2 separate regions of the Pan troglodytes genome follow, and region 2 is linked to region 1. The links are chromatin contacts, called in public Hi-C maps. All regions are on one chromosome and are shown on one strand. Each heading gives the region's core, a stretch centred on a gene start, on an enhancer-like site or on the middle of the called end of the contact. The rest is flanking DNA. Distances are from core to core; before and after follow the strand shown.

Region 1 (6,386 bases), core at 2,781-5,280:
TTCTTTTTGTCTGCATTAAATGAGGAAATCCACCAAGGCTGTGTGCGTGCTTTTTGGTACACTGCCTATATCCCATCTCTTAGTAATTTCATCTGTACCTGTGGCTTCTAATTACAAATCTTTTTTTTCTTTCTTTCTTTTTTTTTTTTCAGATCCTCCCACCTCAGCCTCCTAGTAGTTGGGACTACAGAGGCCTGCCACTATGCCTAAATAACCTTTTTATTTGTTGTAGACACAGGGTCTCCCTATGTTGCCCAGGGTGGTCTTGAACTCTTGGGTTCAAGTTGTCATCCCACCTCAGCCTCCCAAGTGCTGGGATTACAGAGTTGAACCACTGTGTCTTCCCAATCACAAATCTTATAACAATTTTTTTTTTCTTTGAGACTGAATCTCACTCTGTTGCCCAGTTGTAGTGCATTGGTGTTATCTTGGCTCACTGCAACCTCTACCTTTCAGGTTCAAGCAATTCTCGTGCCTCAGCCTCCCGGGAGGCTGGGACTACAGGTGTGTGCCACCACCCCCAGCTAATTTTTGTATTTTTAGCAGAGACGGGGTTTTTCCATGTTGGTCAGGCTGGTCTCGAACGCCTGACCTCAGGTGATCTGCCCGCCTTGGCCACCCAAAGTGCTGGGATTACAAGCATGAGCCACTGTGCCCCGCCATAACAATTTTAAAGTGAACGCCACAGCTCCTGTTTTAAATTGTCATCATCGGTCTTTACCTAGATATTTCAGTTCTTCATACCAAAATATTTCAAACAAATCTTTGTATCTCTTTCAGCAGGTCAGTCCCTCCCCGAGCTTCCTTTTTTTGTGTTAGTAATATTTTCCCAATCAAAACTCCAAAAATCGGTTTCCACAGCCTCCTCTTCCTTGTCTTCCCATTCATCCATCATCAAGTTATGGTAATTCTACCTTCCTTTCCTTTCTTTCTGCTAGTATTGCCTTTCAAGTTCCTATAGCTTACTGCTCTCCCATTACAATACTCTTCTTACAAGTCTAATCCGGAGCCACCAATTATTTTTGAACGTTTATGCTACTCAATGAGGTGAAAGTAATCCATCAGAGTTTATGTGGGATAGGCATTTAAAGGCCTTAAAAATCACTCCATTCATTTCTTAAAATTTCAGAAATTCCTATTTTGAAACAAAGGTAAAAATCCAAAAAAGGAGTTGGTTCTCATATTAAGAAATATTTCTCACAATTCTGAAAAAAACTTACCCTCCATTGTGCCAACAATGTGCATTTTGCAAAATATATATAGCTACATGGAGAAAACAGAATCAAAGGCCTGGCAGGTCATTTGGCCTAAAGAAGCCCTGCAGACGACAGAAACTGTAAATAACTGTTTCTAGTTCTCCAAAGAGCAGTGTTAATCAGGCTGCATCCATTTCTTCTACATAGACAAGGTCTGGCAATCAGAGAAGACACAGTTCTAGGAAGTCAGTGTTTATATTAAAGAAATGGCATTGACATTTCTGAGAATATGAGAAAAACACATTTAAAAAAAAAAAACTATTCCACAATTTTTGCAAAACATTCCAATGGAGACAAGCTTCTAAGGTCAGATAAGTGAGATACTTTTGAACAATTTTGCTATTGATAAAAATATAACTCACCAACACTGCTAGAGTATGAGTTATAATAGAAGTTGCTACCTGTCATTTAGAGACCCTGTTAGTTGCCCATGAGAGAAAACTGTGGGGCCTTTTGCAAAACCTAGTTTGTCTTGCACATGATTACTCATAGCATTGCATTTCAGTGCCATTATCCCAAAAGAAGAGAAGCTTCTTCAGAATGTCTTATCAATATTTTCATGAAATCATGTTGAGATCTTGTATCAATGATCATGGAAAAATGATTTTAGAAAGAAAAGACATAGTACGTTCATGTATTAAGAGAAGTAATTAATTACTGGCTCATGCTATGAGTAATCCCTTTGGCTCAGAAAATAGTTCAAGTGATATCCATGAATAATTTAACTTGTTATAAGGAAGTTCTTTAGCTCTATTTCCAATTGGTCACATAGGTAATAGATTAAAAAGAAAAGAATACTTTACAAGAATATTTAAACATCAACATTCATCTATAGACCTAACAAAACATAACGGAAATAAACACAATTTTTTTTGCTTTAAAAATCCTATTATAAAACAGTCAATGACAACTTTTCTTTCATGTAACTTATTCTGAATTAGCATCATGGTAATGTTTTTTATAATTGTAGTTGATAAATAATTTTACAAAAATAAATTGTTATGTAAATTAAACGAAGCATACTTTTTTGAAAAGAAGAAATGTATTTTCTTACGATAAAAAGAATAAATCATTTTCATGAATGTGTTCTAAGTCCAATGAAATAATTTTTAGTTAAGACAAAACAATAGATTTATTTAAAGAACAATATAAATACAAGACCAAAACAACATTTATAGGTTGCTGAACCTGAAGACTCGAAAGTCAGGTTACAATTTCTACTTCCAGAAGATTTTTTTTCCCCTTTCTTAATTTAAAGAAAAATGTACTCTTGGAAATAGGATAGCCAACAAGTAAAAGCAAAATTGTTCCTTAAAATTGCAACATTTGGGCCCAGCGCGGCGGCTCACGCCTGTAATCCCAGCACTTTGGGAGGCGGAGGCCTGTAATCCCAGCCACCCAGGAGGCTGAGGCAGGAGAATCACTTGAAGCCGGAAGGCGGAGGTTGCGGTGAGCAGAGATCGCGCCACTGCACTCTAGTTTGGGCAACAAGAGCGAAACTCCGTCTCAGAAAAGAAAAAAAAAAAACCTGCAACATTTCAAAAGATGTTATATTAGTCATTTCAGTGAAAGTTTAATTAGGGAACGGTGTCTACCAGAATATATTTGGCATCCTTCTTTTTTCTGGTATTTGCCTGAGTGAGAAAAGTGTTAGGAATAGGAAGGCCAGATGAGTTTGCTTTCCCTCCAGAGAATACTGGCCAAGAAATTTCCTGTCCAACCTCAGGAGCATCACTGAAGCCTGTTTATGAGGAATTGTCCTACCACAACACTGTGTTATGGCATTTGGGAAGCCCTCAGAGGAGCTGCCTGCTCTAAGATTGAGGCCACATGACTCAGGCCATTATAAACCCTAATGCAGAGCCCTGAAGAGGGAGAGCATTTGGAAGGGGATAGGGAAGCACATAAAGATGATATGCCCAGCTTTACTGTCGTTGGGCAGAAAACTCTCTAGTGGGCTTGAGAGGGGGAACTGATTTTAAGGAGGGCTGAATAGTTTGGGAACCTACTTAATGCAACCATAGTCTGTATTTTTAAAATCCTCACATTTCACTACAGATTTGGGTTTTAGTGTCTTGGCATAAATAGGGCCTTAATATTTCTGGAGACATGGTAGAGGTCAGATATCAAGATTTCATAGGCAAACAAAACATGCTATATATGTAAAAAATGTATATACACACACAGCCTTTTGCTAAACTGAAAGAAAGTAAAAATTCAAAGCAGTCAAGGGGTTGAAAGATGGATTGGGTATGGACTTTTCTTCATCTATGTCAATTTTTGAAATGTCTCTCTCCCATCTCCACCATTCCCTTTGTTAATTGTCCTTGCTTACATTTAAAGGAAGGGAATTAGATCATCAAACAGGTCACTCACACCTACCTCTAACTTCACACACCTTGGTCAATGTGAAACAAGCTTGAACTGGTTATATGCTTCCCCACCATTTTTATTTATTGTAAGCTACTTTAAAAATTTTAGACAATGTTGTAATAAAAATATACACCTTTTCCCCCCATTATCCCCGGTCTTCTGGTGAAGCAAGCACTGTAATCAATGATTCTTATGTGTGAGGAGCAACTCCAAGTAGAGGCGTTCATGTCCCTAATGCTTTTTTATTTTTCCTCATCAGCAAATTTAAACTACAACTTTATCCTGATCCCACTGCTGCTCTTTGCCTCTTCTCCCCCCAGCCCTTCCACATTTACCAGCCTCCTCCCTACCTCCTCCCAGCCTTTCCCTTTGCCCTCCCCTTTCTTCTAGCCCCTCCTCCCAGTTGGGTCAGTGGCTTGAAACTTTTAAAAGCTCTGTGCTCCAAGTTACAAAAAAGCTTTTACGAGGTATCAGCACTTTTCTTTCATTAGGGGGAAGGCGTGAGGAAAGTACCAAACAGCAGCGGAGTTTTAAACTTTAAATAGACAGGTCTGAGTGCCTGAACTTGCCTTTTCATTTTACTTCATCCTCCAAGGAGTTCAATCACTTGGCGTGACTTCACTACTTTTAAGCAAAAGAGTAAGTTTTTAAAAAATGAGAACACGTTACCTATTAGTTTCTTTTTCTACAAGTAAAACTTTTCTAAAGTTTTAAAATGTGTTAAATGTAATTTTGAATTATGATACTGTAAATGGATTGATGGATTTGAAAGTGTTTCTATAGTTTTAAAGTTAAAATTTATTGTACCAAATATATATTTTGACTGTTAAAAAAGTTTCTATTAACATTGCAACAGGTGAAAAGGTTCAAACCTTTCCGATTAGAATAAAGGATTAGTTTACTGGATGTTCGGTTTTTCATTTTAGAGTATCATTTTATTTTGTTTTTGTCTTTTTTTGTAATCAGGAATAGTCTAGGTGCTATCATTTGTTGGGTGGCGGGGGGGGGGGGGCGGTTAGGCGCCTGGGTTGGGGGATTTGACTGACTACATCGGAAAAATCAAAGTGCAAATTTGCTTAGCGTGCTTCCTATAGTATTCTACACTTCATAGAATAAAGTGCTTTTTTCATATGGAAATCTTGATTGATGTTCTATAGCTTTGCAAAGCCAACTTCTTTTGTGACAAAGTGCTTTGTTAAAACATCGTGGTTACTTGACTTCCACGTGGTTCCTTCCTAGAATTTTCCCCATTAAACAAAAAGGTATAAAATTCAAGAGTATTAATATTATGCTTTAAAAATCAACAGTAAATTGTTACTTTGTGTTAGCAACCGCTATGGAAAGATTTGAGACCCCCAGGAGAGACAGCTTTTACTCGACCACGTTGGCAGTTTAGGAGATGAAATCTCTTGAATGGGTGGTGGTTAGTTACAGAGCATTAGAGATCAGACGTTTAAAAAAGAGTGTATGCCAGGGTGCTTTTCCAAAACCGTCTCCTAAAACAGGAGCTCCTAGAAAGAGCAGGAAAAAAACTTTCTTAAACAGCGCTTTGGGAGCTCCCCCCGCCAACACCCGCCGCCCCGCACCTTCCCTCTGCTCGAACCTGTAACAGAATTCAGAACTCTGGGGCAGTTCTTTGGAGTTGGAGCTCCTAGGGCAAAGATAACGCTAATACGTTGTTTAAAAGCGTTCAATTTTTAAAATACTTTTATTGGTAACACCCATTCTGTTCATCAGAAATGCAGCCATGCATTTTTGTGCCCGGTAAAGATTTTCTGTTCTGTGTAAATCTACAAACTAAAATAATTAGTTTAGATTCTTGACGTGACCCTGCAGTGGAAGTATTTGCACCAGTGAATGCTGAAAAGCAAATAAAAATGAAAGCTTTGCGGAGGCCGTGGGCCGGACGGACGCGGGGCGCCTCCTGCCATCTTAGCGTCTGCCGGGATCCTTCCCGCGCCTTCGCTGCCCGAACCAGCTCGGTTTTGGGACGTTTCCCCCAAATCCTCACAAGTCAAATCGAGCTCAGGTCCGAGTTCGTCACTGCAAAGGAACCCGGGGTGCGGGGTGGGAGGGATAGGAGGAGAGATGGGCTGGGTGCCAAATGGTAGAAGAACAAATGGTTGATTTAATTAAAGTTGTCAATCTAATTTCCCATCCCTCTCACACCAGCCCTTTTTTTTTTTTTTTTTTTTTTTTCCTCTTAAACTTGCTGAATCCCACTATCTCCGCGTTGGTAAGAAAACCTGAATACCTTGGGAATTGTGCTTAAATTGCACTTGCAACTCCCCTGGAAGTTCCTGAAACTTCCCGAGAACGAGGCGGGGCGGCTCAAGGGGAAAGGGCAGGGAGGAGAGACCCTCGGGAAGCTGATGATGCGTCCGGGGCAAGTCAGCCTGTTTCCGAGACGCGCGCCTCACGGTCGTAGCAGCGCTGCGCCCACCCTGCCCCTTTAGTGACCCAGCCAGCCTTTGCTGGGGGTTTCTGATAACGCTCATCGATAAGCTCTCCTTGCTCCCAAAAGGCGTGCTTCTCTTTCTCTCCAGGTACAAAGTAGGGGTGGGAAGGGGAGAGCCACACAATGTTGTAAAAAGAAGCGTGGCTTTATTTGGAAGACGGTTGAATTTCTTTTGCTTCCCCGACCCAGTTAGTAACGACAAGAAAGATACTGAATATCGCCCTCCGAAAATCGGGCGCATTTGAACTCGGTGAAAAGTGTCCCTGTGAGGAAGCCTAATGTTTACTTTTGTGCAAGGA
Region 2 (7,262 bases), core at 2,081-4,580, 85 kb after region 1:
TTTACAAACACAAATGAAGAAAATGCTTTTGAATCTTAAGTTGAAAACTGAGTGGCCATAAACTCAAGGTAAGAATCCAGGACTCTCTCAATCAGCTCCCTCTCTCAATCAGCTTTCACAATTTCTTTTCCTAATTTTAAAATCCTGGCAGCCAGAATTAATCACCAAATTTAGGAAAATTTCTTTACACAAGGTTCTTTCCCTTTGGTTTGTATTTTAAAAATATAGTGACGCTACCTGCTTCCCGGTAATATCTATCAGAACAGGTCCTAACTGGGCCAAGGCCATTGTACCTCTCTTTAAGAGCACAATAATGGCACTGGTGGAGTTTTGAATTTAATATGTAAGCTCTATCAAGTCCTTTAAAAAAGCATTATAAATGTGTGAGCTAGAAATATTTTACTAGATTATAAATGCACAATGTGTCACTTGAGAAAGGCACCATTGAGCTCAAAGATTGGTTTTGGTTCTTACATAGCCCCATAATTACTTTATTTTTATTTTTTTTGAGATGAGGTTTCACTCTTTTTGCCTAGGCTGGAGTGCAGTGGCATGACCTTGGCTCACTGCAACCTCCGCCTCCCGGGTTCAAGTGATTCTCCTGCCTCGGCCTTCCGAGTAGCTGGGACTACAGGCATGAGCCACCACGCACGGCTAATTTTTGTATTTTTAGTAGAGATGGGGTTTCACCATGTTGGCCAGGCTGGTCTTGAACTCCTGACCTCAGGTGATCCGCTCACCTCAGCCTCCCAAAGTGCTAGGATTACAGGCATGAGCCATTGTGGCCAGCCTATAACTACTAATTATAAAACTTTGGATGAATCACTTAGTCTTTCTGAGTTTTAGTCTCCTTATTTGTGAAATGGGGTAATAATAATGCCAGCATTATATAGATCACAGGATATTTCTATGAGGATATATATGATAATGTACCTGATAATATATGTTCATGTACCTGAAAATATACATTATCATATATATCATAAACATTTTTGAGTGATAAAATATATTAAATATATTAGGCTGGGAGCAGTGGCTCACACCTATAATCCCAGCACTTTGAAAGGTTTTACTTAAGCCCAGGAGTTTGAGTCCAGCTGGGGCAAACATGGCAAGACCCTGCCTCTACAAAAAATTTAAAAAAAGAGCTGGAAGTGGTGGCATGTGCCTGTAGTCCCAGCTCTTGCAGGCTGAAGTGGGAGGGAGCCCAGAAATTCAAGCTTTCAGTGAACAATGATAGTGTCACTGCACTCCAACCTGGGTGACAGAGGAAAAAAAAAAGTCTTAAAGTCTGTGAGGAAAAAAAAATTGAATTTTAGTTTACTACATTTAATGAAATCTAAGATGCCATACATTGTAAGTCATACCATTATTTTAGTTACCTCTATAAAGGAAAAGAAAACAGTGTCAGTTCGATTAGAACACAAAGCTGAGATGCACCCCGACTTCAGAGATGTTAACGTCTGAAAAAAAGTGCTTTATTATAATCGAAGGAATATGGTAAGGTATATTGTCAACATCATTCGAAATGTGTATGTATCATATTCAGACTTTACTGTTATAAAAATAGCATAGTTCTTAAGTATGCAATTTGACTGCGTATTAAATTTTAAAAGGATGTATTTGAGAGTAGATTACTGGCAGTCAATAGCCCAAGTTCTGGTATGGCAGACCTGAGTTAGAATTTACTTTTTTTCTTTTCTTTTTTTTTTTAGACAGGATCTCGCTCTGTCACCCAGGCTGGCATGCAGTGGCGCTATCACGGTTCACTGCATCCCAACTTCCCGGGCTCAAGCAATCCTCCCATCTCAGCTTCCTGAGTAGCTGAGACTACAGGTGTGCGCCACCATGCCTGGAAAATCTTTCTGTTGTTTGTAGAGACAGGGTCTTGCTATGTTGCCCAGGCTGCTCTCAAACTCCTGGCCTCAAGCAATCCTCCCACTTCGGCCTCAAAAAATGCTGGGATTGTAGGTGTGAGCCACTGTGCCCAGCCAGAAATTATTTTCTACCATTTAACCAGCTGCGTGATCCTTGCTAAGTAGGATCATCATCATTATTATTAATATTGCATATGATATGAGAAATACGCTATCCCTATAGTGACTCATTAGTCTTGGTTAGAGAAAATTAATCCTATCAGGTATATTTGAAATATTTTCTATTGATCACAATAAGAACGAAGTGGAAGTTTAATTGATTCAAGGTGATCACATCTTTATTTCTGGAGTAACAGCTCAGAGGTCTCATGTTGCTGACAGTGGATTAGAATCTGACAGACAGAATGTTCATACATACATATGAGTAGAGTGTGCTAATAAATCATTTCCTCCAAATGGTGCTCCCGTCATCATGTGCATCAGCGAACAGTATAACAGTTCTCAGAAAACATTTGGAACAAATGTGTACTCTTTAAAAAATATGTTATATTTTATCCAAACCCAAAACTGTCATGTTTATTTCAATTTTATTCATGACATGTGAGAATATATTCTATTTTTGCTGGAAAAAATATTCAATTGAAGTCCACATATTTTGCCTATTGTGAGACAGAATGTGATATATAAATGACATATAAATCATTTATCAATAAGCCGAGGATTAAAGAAATCATTACTTCATCTTCTTTTTCTTTTTGGATTTATTAAAGAAAAAAAACAGGAGCAGCATTTTGACTATGCCAGCCTGCATATTATGTGGAGTAGGCAAATTACTAAAACTCCTGGGCCTTCAAGTTGGTCACCCATAAAATGTAGACAGCACTAATTTAACAAAAAGTTGTGAGAATAAAGAGAGATTATAAACATACCTGGTACATAATATATGCTCAAAAATGTAATTACTATCTTTTCCTATCCTCTTAGAGGGATGAGAAATAGGAAGCGTGAGTTAAACACTCTTTTCTGTGTATTCAAAAATGTTTTCAAAATGAACTTTGAGAATAGTTGGGATAAGTATAATTGACTCTTTCTCTAGCAATCAACTTCAAGCCCAGGTTAAATACTAGACTCCTTTTATGCCAAAGCCGAGTTGGCTTTATCATTAGTTTACACAAATATGTACATGAATACAAAAGGGTTAACTTAAGGAAACTTCACTACTCAATATAACGGTATTGGCTGCCCCTTACTTGACGTGCCGTACAAGGTTCAAATCAACTGGGTAATGGAGGGAAGTTTTGCAATGTCCAGACACAATGCTCATTTGATACTCTCTGGACCACTCTGGAGATTTTAAGAACTGCACATTTTTAGGTCTTTGATCCTCAGCGTCCAGTTCAGTTCTGGTCTTGTGTGGCTTTCTGTGAAATTAAGTCTCAGCGTCATTGTCCAGAGCAACCATGAAAGAATGTTTATGCAGTAGGTACCGTTTCCCTGAACAGCAGTGAGCTCCTGGCCTCTTGATACTTATGGGCTTCTTAGTGTGCCACTTTTTAAATCAATTAGCCAGAGAGAAGAGTTGTTGTGCAAGAGGAATTGGCCTATGTTAAGCTGATAGAGCTACACTGCCAATGAGGGAGACTACTGGTGTATCAGCCTCCTTGCAGGGAGGGCTAAAGTTGATTTGGCATTGGCTAATCAGTAAATAAATGATGTTTGTGATTCAAGATCACATTGGAACTTTGAGAAAGTCTATGACTAACAGCAACAACAAAACTCAAGTGATTTCGTGAGTTTCAATGGTTTCTTCTCAGCATTCAACTCAACTTTGTTGTTAATTGCACAGACCTCACCGCCTGAGTATGTCAAATTCACTTTTTCCTTTCCTTTTTGGATGGCAATGCATGGAATGCCCTTGTATAAACATAGCCAGGGCATGAGCACAATTCTATTTCATTTCCTCAACTCTTTGTTTTGCTATTCACTCTCATTCTCTTGTGTCTGCATTCCTTGACTACTGATGGATTCAATCAGCGTCACCCAGGAAGGTGTGTAGAGGGATCCATGAAGCAAAGGCCAAGGAAGAAACTCAAGTTAAAATTAAAAGAGAAAAAGGCAGGCGAATTAATATTCTCCAGAAAAACAAAATTAATAGGCTGTATATAGACAGAGAAAGAGAGGGCTTTCTTTTTAAAAATTGGCTTATGCCACTGTGTGTGCTGGCACATTCTAAAATCTGCAGGGCAGACTAGCCGACCGAAAACCCACAGAAGAGTTGATGTGGCAGTTGTGAGTCTAAAGACTGCCTGGAGGCAGAATTCCTTCTTTTCCAGGGGACCTCAGTTTTTTCTCTTAAGGTCTTTGACTAATTAGATGAAGCCCACACACATTACAGAGGGTAATCAGGTTTTCTTAAAGTCTACTGATTTAAATGTTAAGTATATCTAAAAATACCTTCACAGCAACATCTAGTCTAGTGTTTGACTAAATGTCTGGGTATAATAGCCTAGCCAAATTGACAGATAAAATTATAAAACTACCAAGCAATCAAATAGCTTGCTTTCTATTTGATTCTCAGATTTTCAAATTTAATGTGCTTTTTTTTTTTTTTTTTTTTTTTTTGAGACAGGGTGTTTTTCTGTTACCCAGGCTGGAGTGCCATTGCACAGTCATGGCTCACTGCAGCCTATGTCTCCTGGGCTCAAGTGATCCTCCCGCCTCAGCCTCCTCAGTAGCTAGGGCTACAAGCATGGGCCACCATGCCCAGCTTAATTGATTTCTGATAATTGGATGGAATTATAAGACATGAAATCAGTTTTGCTGGATGATTGAAATAACAATCTGCCTAGTGGCAGATGACTAGAACAAACTTCTCAAAGTCTATCTTGTTTTTTCAGTAAAAATATTTTGAGTTTAAATACCAAAAGTAAAGTCAACTGAAGATAGCTATCAATGAGAAGGGATGAATTTGAACGTGTAAACAGTAAGATAAGCAAAGCAAGAAAAACTAGTAGCCACCAAACACAGGATGTGTCATATTCATATCTCTGACCCCATTAATTTAAACTGCTAAGCAAAACAAATACAACTGCTCATTTTCAAAACACTTTGTAAAAGAAAACAAAATTAACTATTATAATACTAGGGTGATTCTCATTTTGCTCCTGAAGAAACTGATGAGAAAGTTTAATGGCCTTTGTAAGGTAGCAGTTGAGCTTTGACAAAGTTGGGATTTAAAAAATAGCTCCCTGCCCTGTCTTCACCAGGATACCTCTCTCCCTGGATCCTTCAAACGGGTACAGATGAATCACCAAGAGGGCTGGTAATCTGGCTGCCACATAAAAACAAGTGAGCTTGAGATGTTCTCAGAGTCCGAGGTTGTTGGTTCAGTCTGAGTAATGCACAGTCCAGCTGAAATTCAGCTGCCTTTTGTCTGGATAAGGCAGAAGGAAATGAGTAAAACCCTGATGGGAACCAAAAGATGCTGAAAACATTTGCAGTGCCACCCAGAACAATTCAAAACAAAGTAATAAAAGGAAAGTTTATCTCTTTGGAGCACTGCTCAGGAATTACAAGCTTTCTGTGCTGAACTCTCCTTCCTGAGGAAAGCTTTCACTTCTGAAAAATATACCCACTTTTACGAAGACTACTTTCTGAGGCAACTTTCTGACTTGATGTATTTCAGCATTTGGTTTTTCCTTTGTTTTGCTGCTAATTTGCTGCATGATAGTACGATGGCCTTGGGAGCTCCATACACATTTTAAGTTTAAGAAAAACTTTGTTTTAAAAAGCCATGGATTTTTCTCAAACAGACTAGACAGTTTGTAGCTGCTTAGCCCCAGAGACATTTTTGTGGCTGTGAAAATTTCTGCCACTGTGGACACATAAAGACATGGGACCACGTGGTCTGAGCCAAGTGTAACCACTCTGCCTCACATCCTCCCTCAGCCCCTCAGTCCATATGTGGATACGAAGTGAATTACATTTCATTCAGAGACAGAGGGAAGATTTTCTCCAGAGTCTGAAAAAGTTGATCATTTAGCTTGGCTTCCTTTTGAATAAGGTATTTCCAAAGCAACATAGACCAGATCTCACATAAATGTCATTTACCCTGACTGCAGAGAGTAAAATTATCCATTAAGTAAATCACTGACACTGTTAACATTTCCCGTGCTACAATATCTAACAATGATTTTTTATAAATTGCTGGTTGCAGGAAGAAAGATGGCAGAGGTTACTGTAGAAGGAGAAAGGAGTGTTCCCTTACAATCTGTAATATTTTTTCTAAATTAACAACCAGAAAGATATCAGAGGCAAGCAGGTCCAAGCCAATATGGTTCTGCCACAGGCTTACGGAATATAATAGACTCACAGCATCATGATTTTCCCTCCTGAGGTTCATACCCAGGGTCACAGCACCTTCTCCCAAAGAGTGGTTAAGCTCACCTTTCAGTTATTACTCAGTGAAGTAGATAAAGGAAAGAGGGAAAATACGGACGAAACAACTGAGAAATATTCCTGCTTATAAAAAGAGTTGTTTCTCTTTTTCTTTGCTAGCCAACATTTTGCTGTGAGGCCGTGTTCCTGTCTTTCTGTTTAGAGACACTGACTAGAGTCAGAGGAGGGTCTCCCCTAGAGGAACGCCTTGCTGAAGAAGCCTAATTTGCACAAGGGTACAAACAGTGAATGCACTGGAGATCCTAGAACAAGCTGCTATTGCCTCTGTTGCAGGCCATGACCCTCTGTAGGATGCAAACCACACTGCATTTATATCCTATGTGTTGGTGAATAGTGAAGTTGTAAGAAAGAAAGGGAGTGAAATAGAAACCCGTAGGAATGGGCATTCGTGCTTCCACTGATGATCAGTCTCATGAAATGTCAGCCGGTGCTAATTGAAGGATGCCAGAAAACACTTACCAACCAATATTTTCCATACGAATTCCAAATCAGAGATTTCAGTGTTTCTTGACAGCATTTTAGCCTGTCATGGTCAGAAACTGAAATACAAATAGCTGTGGGCTTCAAGAGAAAGCGCCCCTTGGGGGAATTTGTATGACAATAAAAAATGAGGCCCTGCAAGAAGGAAACAAAAATGCAGTCAGAATGACAAAGAGGTGGTAGAAAAATATCTAAGGCAAACCTTTTCTTGACTCTTCTCAGGATTAGTTATGTCCAGATGTAGTAGAGGTGGCACGCTTTCAACAGTTCACAAGGGATTGAGCTACCCATTTTCTAGACCAGGTTTTTACTCACTTCAATGAAAGCCTGCACAATTTGTATAAGAAATATTGCACCGCCTGTCATGGTGGCTCACGCCTGTATTCCCAGCACTTTGAAAGGCCGGGGCAGGCAGATCACCTGAGGTCAGGAGTTCAAGACCAGCCT

Evidence for each region. A called contact is a pair of places that touch in the nucleus more often than the background predicts.
Region 2: a Hi-C map of stem cell-derived neural progenitor cells shows a contact between it and region 1, with 3 times the contacts expected there. The contact joins the enhancer-like site here to the promoter of GJA1 in region 1. A contact is called at or near these places in 1 of 7 Hi-C or Micro-C datasets (stem cell-derived neural progenitor cells) and 1 of 1 other capture datasets (stem cell-derived neural stem cells).

What each region holds. Positions count from the first base shown.
Region 1 is chr5:133,307,859-133,314,244 of NHGRI_mPanTro3-v2.0_pri, forward strand. GJA1 (gap junction protein alpha 1) reads left to right here and starts at 4,031. Exons shown (of 2, transcript XM_001164338.4): 1 at 4,031-4,268.
Region 2 is chr5:133,393,296-133,400,557 of NHGRI_mPanTro3-v2.0_pri, forward strand. No RefSeq gene overlaps it. Among named protein-coding and RNA genes, the nearest start is that of GJA1, 85 kb to the left of the region's middle. Within about 2 kb of position 3,331, at least 2 of the 24 cell types and tissues checked have an H3K27ac peak or open chromatin away from gene starts, as enhancers often do. A contact at or near this core is called in stem cell-derived neural progenitor cells, where this site is marked.